2 separate regions of the Mus musculus genome follow, and region 1 is linked to region 2. Evidence: chromatin contacts called from public promoter capture Hi-C data. All regions are on one chromosome and are shown on one strand. Each heading gives the region's core, a stretch centred on a gene start, on an enhancer-like site or on the middle of the called end of the contact. The rest is flanking DNA. Distances are from core to core; before and after follow the strand shown.

The links. Capture Hi-C pulls out chosen DNA fragments and counts their contacts.
Region 1: a contact with region 2 is called in a promoter capture Hi-C map of adipose tissue. The contact joins two enhancer-like sites. A contact is called at or near these places in 13 of 39 promoter capture datasets (the 3T3-L1 cell line, 3T3-L1-derived adipocytes, the C10 cell line and 8 more), 1 of 15 datasets of contacts at CTCF or cohesin (CD8 T cells), 19 of 484 Hi-C or Micro-C datasets (the C2C12 cell line, the G1E-ER4 cell line, the HL-1 cell line and 15 more), 13 of 115 datasets of contacts at active chromatin or transcription factors (bone marrow-derived macrophages, craniofacial prominence, embryonic forebrain and 9 more) and 4 of 9 other capture datasets (adipose tissue, liver, macrophages and 1 more).

The regions. Positions count from the first base shown.
Region 1 is chr9:31,259,662-31,264,843 of GRCm38.p6, forward strand. It overlaps a transcript of Gm7244 not described here. Among named protein-coding and RNA genes, the nearest start is that of Gm7244, 9.1 kb to the right of the region's middle. Within about 2 kb of position 3,035, at least 40 of the 459 cell types and tissues checked have an H3K27ac peak or open chromatin away from gene starts, as enhancers often do. A contact at or near this core is called in adipose tissue and bone marrow-derived macrophages, where this site is marked.
Region 2 is chr9:31,160,971-31,165,905 of GRCm38.p6, forward strand. It overlaps Aplp2 (amyloid beta (A4) precursor-like protein 2), which reads right to left. Exons shown (of 18, transcript NM_001357698.1): 8 at 3,573-3,703; 9 at 2,376-2,450; 10 at 789-947; 11 at 257-385. It also overlaps the pseudogene Gm46106. Among named protein-coding and RNA genes, the nearest start is that of St14, 32 kb to the left of the region's middle. Within about 2 kb of position 2,586, at least 32 of the 459 cell types and tissues checked have an H3K27ac peak or open chromatin away from gene starts, as enhancers often do. A contact at or near this core is called in adipose tissue and bone marrow-derived macrophages, where this site is marked.

The sequences.
Region 1 (5,182 bases), core at 1,785-4,284, 99 kb after region 2:
TTCTCCGTCTACCTCCCAAGAACTGGGATTATAGGCATTGTGCCACCGCACCCAGCTACACAATAAACCTTTTATAAACATTCATGTACACGTCTTTGTATGGATGTGCACTTTTGCATCTCTTTTGTAAATGCATAGTAGCAGGACTGAGGCATAGGGGAAAGTGCTGGTTTAAGAAGCTGCTAAATGGGGGCTTGTGAGAGTGGGCTCTGCAGCCGAGAGTGTGTCGTGCTCTTCTGTGGGACCTGAGTTTGGTTCCCAAGCATTCAAATAGGGTGAATCTCAATTGCTTCTAATGCCAGCATCAGGAGAATCTGGCCTCCCAGGGCAGCTGTACTCATATCAACATTCACACACACACACACACACACACTCTCTCTCTCTCTCTCTCTCTCTCTCTCTCTCTCTCTCTCACTCACACTCACTCACACCATCTCACTTCCCTCTGGTGGGGTATTCCAGCTTACTTGCCCTTCATCTTTCTTAATATTTAATGTGGCCAATCTTTTGGATATTTACCAGGAATCTGCATGATATTTCCCAGAGAAATAACCGGGCTTGCTTAATTATTGCCAACACAGACCATCTCTCAGTGAGAAATCTTTGTGCACATATATTTTCTGTGGTGTTGTGATACAACACCACAGAATGACTTGTTTGCTGCCAAGTCATTGCATGTTTTCTGGAACTTAGACTTGACTAGGAGTGACGAAGGACTGAAGAAAAGACAGATGGACACACGGATAGAAAGCTCAGATCTGATAGTCTGGACTCCCTGCTGGAGAAACCTCAGCACCCCAGAAGTTCGGTGTGTTTATTATATAGAGGTGAACAGAGAGGTGGGGTGACTGCTTACAGCTGAAGAAGGAGGCAGGGTTATTGTATATAGACAAACAAGGGGGCATGGCTTATGGGACGAAGCTGTATCAAGCAGACAGGTTTAGCTAATCTTGGTAGGAGTGTGCTCTGTAGGGGAGCAGTCTTCAGGCTATAAATACACAGGGGACAAACACTATGGTGGACATTTTCTGAATACATGATTAATGTCCACACACAGACCAGACAGGGGGGATTTGCCATTTCCCTGAGTCTCACACCGGGCTGGGAAAGCTTTGTCATTTTCCCATGGGTTTGAGCCTCTGGGGTCCTAAACATGGCTGGCACAGGTCACCACCACTCATTCACTCAGGACTTCACACACTCAGGGCTTCCTTGTCTCCTCCCCTGAAGCCCCTCCCCCCCCCCCCACTGTTTATGAGAAGCCCATCTCTCTGTGATGTTCTGGCTCTCTATGTGGCCCTTCTTATCAAATATCCTGAGCTATGAATTCCCATACATGTCTCCTCGAGCCAGGAAATTTGCCTGTTTCCCTCCCACCATGCATTGCAATCACTCTAATCTTCTGTTTCTCTCTCTCTCTTTAATTTATATATTTTTATTTTATGTGCATTGATGTTTTTCCTGCATGTATGTCTGTGGGAGGGTGTTACATCTTGGAGTTACAGACAGCTGTGAGCTGCTATGTGGGTGCTGGGAATTGAACCCAGGTCCTCTAGAAGAGTAGTCAGTGCTCTTAACTGCTAAGCCATCTCTCCAGTGCCCCCTCTCTAATTCTCTTAATTTTCATTTGTTTGGGGAAAATATATGTATATTGAGCCCAGGCAGAAGACATTTCTTTTCCTTCAGCTGCTAATGGAGTGTTCAAGTTTTGAGCGGCTTATAAACAAAAGGATTGTGGACATCCATGTGCGAGTCTTTAAGGTACTCGGACCTTCATTTCTCTGGTTAATACTTAAGAGTACGGGGCTGAGATACATTGATCACAAGGTGATCAATTCAAGAAGATGTCAGACTTTCTCCAGATCTCTCATGAAATTCATATAAAGTTGAGCTGCTGCATAGTAGAGTTGTACGCCTTTAAGTAATTTAATTATATGAAGGTCTCTTCTCTGTGACTTTCTGATTTGAATGGGCTCAGGGCTCTATCTCTGTAGTCTCGTCCTCATACTCTGTACAGGTTCTTTTAAGAACTGGTGTCTGACTACGTAGCCCAGGCTGGCCTCTTGCCTCAGACTCTCCAGTCCTGAAATTACAGGTATGTACCACATATCCTCTCTGTCTCTGTCTCTGTCTCTCTCTCTGTCTCTCTGTCTCTGTCTGTCTGTCTGTCTCTCTGTCTCTCTCTCTTTCTCTCTCTGAGGGGGCCCATAGGAAGGGGTTGCCCTTGGAGATGGTACCTGGAACCCTATACGTGCTAGGCGAGGGCTCTCCACCACTGGCTACATCCAGCACTTTCTACTTCTTTAAGATGGAGACCCCAGATCTTAGAAGTCTATAGAATCCTGTAATGAAGCAAGGTTTGATACACACTTATCTCTGAGGCTGTCTTCTTTGGTTTTAGACCTTTCTTCCTTCCTTCCTTCCTTCCTTCCTTCCTTCCTCCCCCCCTCTCTCTTTCTCTCTTTCTCTCTCTCTTTCTTTCTTTCTTTCTTTCTTTCTTTCTTTCTTTCTTTCTTTCTTTCTTTCTTTCTTTCTTTCCTTCTTCACCCCCCCCCTTCTCTCATTCTCTTTTTCTTTTTGACAAAGTGCTGGAGCTACAAGCCTGTGTCATTGCTCCTGATTCAAGGCTGAAGAACAGGAATCTGTGGCTTTTGCATTCTAGGTGAAGGGACTCTGGTCAGCTGGAGCGTGGCTGCCAGCACTCTGGCAGGCCTTGCCCTTCTCCCCAATTCCCTCTGCCTTGCTAAAAAAACGCTTAGATTACATTCCTAAAGCTAGCCACCAGGGCCTAGTTCCTTATTTGGCCATTTCCTCCTCCTGAGGCTGACCACCAAGGTCAAGCTATCAAAGTATTGAAGTCCAGCATTCAAAGGCCTCTTTGGCTGCCCTATTTAACATGCCTAAATAAAATTAAACACCTCACCCTAACCTGGTTTTCCTCTTGTACCTTTATAAACTGTCATTTGCCTGTGGGCCACATCTGTCTTCTCTCCTGGCAGTCAGTCCTTTATCTCCTGGGACAAACACCCCTGTCCCCTCCCCACCCTCACCGCCCCCCCCATCTCCGTCTCTGTCTTTTATCCCCTGCCCCCTGTCCTCCTGGGGCAAATCTCCTCCCTGCTGAGAACTTGGTCTTAAGGCTCCAGAATGATACTTTTCCTTTCAGCCTAAGACCTTGTTTTTCTCTTCTTATCCTATGTTTTTTGGATTTGTCTCTTTCATTGTGCAACAACTCTACAGCCATGTGTTGTATGACAAAATTTTCAGGGCAGGGGGAGGGGAAATGTAACTCTTATGTCTACTTACCCTAGACAGGGAACCCACAAGAGTCCAAAGTAGAGATACCCCCCCAAAAAAGTCCAACTTGGTGAACAATTGAGTTCATTTGGATTACCTACAGAAGTATGGATGAGGGGTTAGTTACAAGAACAGAAATAACTCAAAGACAGCTATATTACGAAAGCCCACTCCAGCATGGGTGACAGCTCACACAGTGGGAAACCTGAAGCGCATTGCACAGTCATCAGGCAGCTCCACAGGTTGAAGAGTGTCCTTTCCAGGTGCCTCAGGTTTCCAGGCTAAACCTCTTCCAGGAAGCTGATCTGGTCTGAGTTGTCTTCGCTGGTTTTCTCCTCTGAGAATCTTCTTTGAAGCTCAGCTTGCTTGAGTCCTGGCTGCTCAGCTGCCTCAGTCTTCTGTGCAGCTCAGCATCTGAGGTGGACTCTCAGTCTGTATTGCTTATTCTCATAGGGAGGGGCCTAGTGAATCTGGTCAGTTTCAGGGACTTCCTGAAGCTATTTTGAGTTACTCATCTTCTCACTTAAGGAGTGTCCAGCAAGATGGAATGCTTCAGTCTCCTAAAAAGGAAAACACCGTGATAATGAGCAGTAGTACAGCAGATACATCATTTGTTTATGACCTTTAGGTGGAATAATCTTAAATTTTTAGCATTAATAAAGCAGTTGTGGAGGCCTGTCCCTGAAATGTTAGCATTCAGGAGGTGGAGGTAGGAACATCAGAAGTCCAAGGTCATCCTTTGCTACATCAACTTTGCTGTAGGGGAGGAAGAGATGGTTCAGTAGTTAAGAGCATCTAGAATTCTTGGAAAGAACCAGAGTTTGATACCCAGTACCCAGGTCAGGCAGCTCACGATCACTTGTAACTCTAGCTCCTGGGGATCCAACACCCTCTTTTGGAACTCCTTCTTTTGGACTTTAAGAGTATCTACACTCTCATATACACCTACATGGACACCATATATATGATTTTAAATAAACATATTTTTAAAGTATGAGGCAGTCTGGGCTTCATAAGACTCTGTTTTCCCATGCCCACAAATAGTATTAATAATGTTTGTTGTGAAAGCTTTTCTTTTCTAGTATCTATTTTCTGAAAAAAATTTTCCTTATTAAAAATACATAGGGGTAGAGAGCTTAGACATGAATAAAACCCTGGTTCGATTCCTAGCACCATACAAAAATCAGGGTTAGTGGCTCATATCTGTAATCCTAGCAATTGGACAGTGGAGGCAGGAGGATCAGTAGTTCAAAGTCATCTTCAACTACTTAGCAACTTTGAGGTCAGCCTGGTCTACTTGAGATGTCTCAAAGGAAAAAGGAAGGGAGGAAGGAAGGAAGGAAGGAAGGAAGGAAGGAAGGGAGGGAGGGAGGGAGGGAGGGAGGGAGGGAGAGAGGGAGGGAGCGGAGGGAGGGAGGGAGGGAGGAAGGAAAGAAGGAAGAAAGACTTCTATTATGTTATAAAATAGGAATTCCTGGTGAAACTTTTCCAAAGTATTTGTAAGGTTTTAGTGAGTGTATGTTCACTTGTGTCCAATGTGGTACATATTCTGAGTTGTCCCTAGATCACTAAAATCAGTTTTTTCTTTTGTTTTCAGTACTCAAACTCAAAGCAGTGCCTAAAAGAAGGTTTTTGCACACTCATAGTATGTGTTACATGTATGGTTTGTTCGTTTCAAGACAGGGTCTCACTATGAAGCTCTGGCTGTCCTGGAACGCCTTATACAAACCAGGTTTTCCTGGAACTCACAGAGATCCACCTGGCTTTTCCTCCGGAGGACTGGGATTAAAGGCGCGGAAGACCAGGACTTTAGAGTTGCTAGTATGGTTCTTGCATGCATAAGAAGCAACTCAACTAAACCAGGCCTGTTGGTGCATTCACGGAG
Region 2 (4,935 bases), core at 1,336-3,835:
CAGGAATAAAGTGTTTTGTTTTGTGGCTCTAGAGATCAAATCCTGGGACTCAAAACCAATGGGCAAGTGTCCCAAGCAGTGAACCAAGATCAACAAAAGGGAATTACACTAATTCAGGCGATAAGCCGAATCAAGTGAACTGACGTAAAAATTTGATTTGGGAACTGGTTAGTCCAACGCATGTATGAAGTGTCTTCTAACATCAAGCATAGCCAGCAGCATATTTCTGCACCCGCTGGAAATCTGTCTAGTTTACCTGGGATTTCATCTGGGCGGCCTTTTCTGGGTCAACAGCCAACACGTGTTGGTAATGACGAATGGTATGCAGGCGATCTTTGTTCTCAGCACGGACGTAACGACGAAGAGCTTGAAGAATGCGATGTGGCTGCAAGACCAGAAGATTCACAATAGTCAAGGAGGACAGCCCACAGCATGCATGGAGGAGTCTGGGGAATTCTGTGCTCTCCCACTGTATGTGGGTTCTGGAGTTGGAACTCTGGCTGTCAGGTTTGTGCAAGAGGTGCTTTTATGCCGTGTCACTGCACCAGCTTCCTATCCAATACTTCCTAGGACCCTCAAAGCAAGGCAGCTTTGATTTAAGCAGTAGAAAAAGCTTGAGACCACTTAACTCAAGAGTTCTCCTATGAATTAATTTACCCAACTCCTGTTTGTTTAGTAGGCTGTCCTCAGGCTTGAGACTCTCCTGCCTCTGCCTTCCAAGTACACACTTTAAGCAGGCAACACTAAGAACATGACTTGTCTATGGTTCTGCTCTGACCCCAACTCACCCGAGGTGGGTCAGACTGCAGGGCAGCCAGGTAATTTTCCAGAGCTATGCGTCGGCGGTCATTCAGCATGGCTTCTACTCGGGCCAGATGGGTTTCCACAAGCTGCTGCTTCTCACTGGCTGCTTCTTTCTCTAAAGCTTTAACCATAGCTTGGAAATGCTAAGCCGAGGAAAGAGAACAACAGGTAATCTGTGGCATCTGTAGGAAGTCTAGTAAGCTCACACCTAGGAGCCCAGTGCTTTTCTTTGCCTAGTGCCTCTGTGCTTCAGTAAGACAGTAACAGATTCAGTGACATAAGGGCTAGGTACACAATCTCTTATTTCTATTAAGATGCCTCCATTCATAAAAAAACAAATTAAATTTCTGTGTTAGAGAGACTCTCGTGTTTCTATAGCTGACATTACTAAGTTTGCAATTTCAACAGCTGGTTTTTCAACGTCTACAATCATCATTTCCATGTTCTAAAAAAATACCAACTTCTAAATCCCGAAGCCAGTGACCAACAGGGCACATGTTTTAAAACAAAACACAGTTCAGTGACATGCTGGCTCACACTGAGTTGCACCTACTAGAGCTGTGAAGGGAACATTATCTGTGAGCTGCCTGGCCACATTTACTGGCACCTTAAGGTTGCTCAGTCAAATATCCATATAGATAAAATTGGTTGTGTAAGAATTAAAGCTCAGCTGGAGAGATGGCTCAGAGGTTAAAAGCACTGACTGCTCTTCCAGAGGTCCTGAGTTGAATTCCCAGCAACCACATGGTGGCTCACAACCATCTGTAATGGGATCCGATGCCCTCTTCTGGTGTGTCTGAAGACAGCTACAGTATACTCATATACATAAAATAAATCTTTAAAAAAAAAAGAAAAGAAAAGAATTATAGCTCTGAGATTTTGAGTGACTAATTAAAACACACCAAGGTCCTCCAGGATACTCGGAGAGAGAGCTAACCTGATATATACCTACTTTAAAACGTATGCTTAGACCAGAAATTTGTTCAATTCCCAAAACTGCCCCCACTCATAAGTTAAAGCAGTAACATGATGCATTTTTAAACCTGAATCAGTCTTATAAATTGCTATTTATATTGCTAGCCCCTCCCTTCTACAGAAGGGTGTACAATCAGTTGCTATGATTTTAAGATTACATTTTTTTTTACAAAGCAAGGAATAAACTTGTATTAAAGATCTTTGTTTTCTGCCTTTTACTTTGTCAATCTGCCAGTTTCTTTTTAATCCAGTAGTGTTGAAAAACAAGCCACAGTCCATGAACAAGATGACAGGGGCTTTTGCCAAGAAAGCAGAATTAACCAATAGCTAAGCCAAGGTTACTTCCTGTACAAGTTAGGTGTGCTCTGGGAGAGGGTTTGGTTTCTTTCTACCACAAGTAAAAAATACTCGTGGTGAAATTGAAATGGGGAGGAAAGGAGAAAGGAAGGGGAAGGGGAGGAGAGAGACAACTTCCTTGTAATTTAAGTCCCTGACTAGAAGGAGGTGTTACATTCAAAGTCCCAGGGAGCTCAACTCTGTATCTTCAACAGGCCAGGCTGGAAAACGGACCCTTTGTCCCTGAAGGAGCATCCTACCTGGATGAGGGTCTGTCTTTCTGTCTTGGGGAGGTTCTTGGCTTGAAGTTCTGCCTCTTCCCATTCCTTCTTTACCTAGAACCAACATCAAAAACACTCTTCAGAAAATAATCCTCTGAAATAACTTCCCCATTTTCTAAAAATACTGCTGGGTGCTGAATCCATGCCGGAAACTGTGCAAAAGGAAACTCTATCATCTGATCCCTGAGTCCAGATTGTTACTCAGAAGTTGCCAGCCTCAGTCATGCCCAGATCCCCTTGATACCAGGATCCTCTTGTTATATACCTTAGGCAAGTTATTCTTTATGCTTATTCTCCCTTCACTTAAAAACTAAAGAGTAATGCCTGTTTCTATCAGAAATCATGTGGAAATAAAATAATGAGCACCTCCCTAAGAATAAGTCCAGTGTGGAAGCTATAAGGGTGGAGCCCAAGTCCAGCAAGCAATCCCCATTACTACTGCTGTTCTGAGACAGTCCTATGGAGCCCACCCAGCCTCAAGCTCGCAGTGTAGCCAAGGATGACCTTCAAGCTTTATCTTCCTGCTGCCTGTCATAGTGCAGGATAAGAGCTGTGTCCCTCTAGCCTGGTGTATGTGGTGCTTGGGTCCAGTCCAGGGCTCTATGCATGCTAAGCAAATACTCTTAGAAGGAAGCTACATCCTAAGCCCCAGGCAAGGCCAGCCTGGATTAGGTTAAACATGATCCTGGAGGATGAACTAGGAAATCTCCCTACTTTTAGAATACTTCCAAGTAAAGAAACTTACTTCCCCGAGACTTAAGACTCTTGCCTCTGCAATTAGAAAGTATTAATAACTGTTTTACTTCATCTAATTTACTTTTACAGTTTTATAAACCAAGTCTTCAATTTTAACAGTGATAAAAAAAATGGATTTTTGAAAATACAAATTTAAAGCTGACTTTAAACAGAGTAACAAGTGCCCAAAAAGTGTTCAGAAGTATCTGCAATGCCACTGAAAGTAAGGTTATCACATGAGAGGCAGCAGCTGAAGAAAAGAGCTTCATCTACCTAGGAGGTAGCTCTCCAGAACCATGTGGCATTTTAGCCAGCAGTGTCCCTCTCTTCAGTCATAAACCCTGCCTTACAGAGCACGTGCCTAGTGTGCGCCAGGTTCTAAATCTACTCCCTAGCACTACAAACCAAACCAATACAAACGGTATGAATGGTAATGTTTACCCTGTCCATTCGGTTTCGATGTCGAATTTCCAGCTGTTCCTTAGCCTTCTGGAAGCGGGCGTGCTCATTATCATCCGCTGAGGTCTCAAAATACACATCAACATCATTGGTTGGCAGGGGAGTCGGGGGAACTGAAATAAAGTCACAGAGGGAATTCTCTCTGGCAGTCAGGTAAATAGGCAAGCACAGGACCCACAAGATGGATCAACTTGTCTTGGGGCTTTGCAAGAAAAGTACAGAGCGCCCCATTGTTAGATTGCAGTGAACAATCTTTGCATAATATTCACTAAACACATTAGTCCATGCTAGTACAGTAATTTATAGGCAGACCAAAGCCCTAGCATCTTCAGGACTCATAAGGCATTTACCTATAATTAATTGCAGGACAAACAAACAAACAAACAAACAAAAAACCTGCTTCTACAGTCTTCCCTTCAGAACTTGAAACCTGAAAACCTAAAATAAGGCCACCATGTGTATTCCTAATGGTATGTAATGTAAACCAGGATTGAAATTAGGCCTCATGGAGACATTTCCACAAAGGTGTTGCCCATTTTTAAGGAACAGGCTCCTATCTCTCTTATGGCAATCTTTGGGTCTCGGTTTGAGGAAACTAGTTCAAATGCACACTATTTGCATATAAGCTGAGTGGAAAAGTGCAAACCATGCTAGCTCAGCATCACTGAAGGACTGACTGATACCTCTGTCTGGTAAAAAGTCTAATGGCAGTTAAACTAAATTTCTATATTTGATGAGGGCACCTTCTACTGATGGGAAGATATGCCTTGGTGGTCTTGATTCCTGACTCTGAGCGAAGATGCTTCCAGTTGTCCTTCGGAGCACAGATCCATTAAAACAGAGGCCTCTTACCTCACTGCTGGTTAGGCATGAGCTGTTCTGGCCCCCAAGGCTAGTGATTACGTGCACAAGGGACTGGGCAGGCAAGTTTACTTTGCATAGTTTTAATCCATTAGAATAGGTATGCAGGGCTGGAGAGATGGCTCAGCGGTTAAGAGCACTGACTGTTCTTCCGAAGGTCTTGAGTTCAAATCCCAGCAACCACATGGTGGCTCACAACCATCTGTAATGAGATCTGGCGCCCTCTTCTGGAGTGTCTGAAGACAGCTACAGTGTACTTAAAGCATACAATAAATAATTTAAAAAAAAAAAAAAGAATAGGTATGCAACTAATTCAAACAAACAAACTAGAAATTAGCTAACTACTCCACAAAATTATCAGATGCAACTTTCCTTGCTTCCCTTTATTTAGTAAGCTTATAATTTTGTGATATTTTGTCTCTTTGTAATTTAAAAAGGATCTCAGTATCTAGCTGTCAGATCAACAAAATTACAGTTTGTTTCT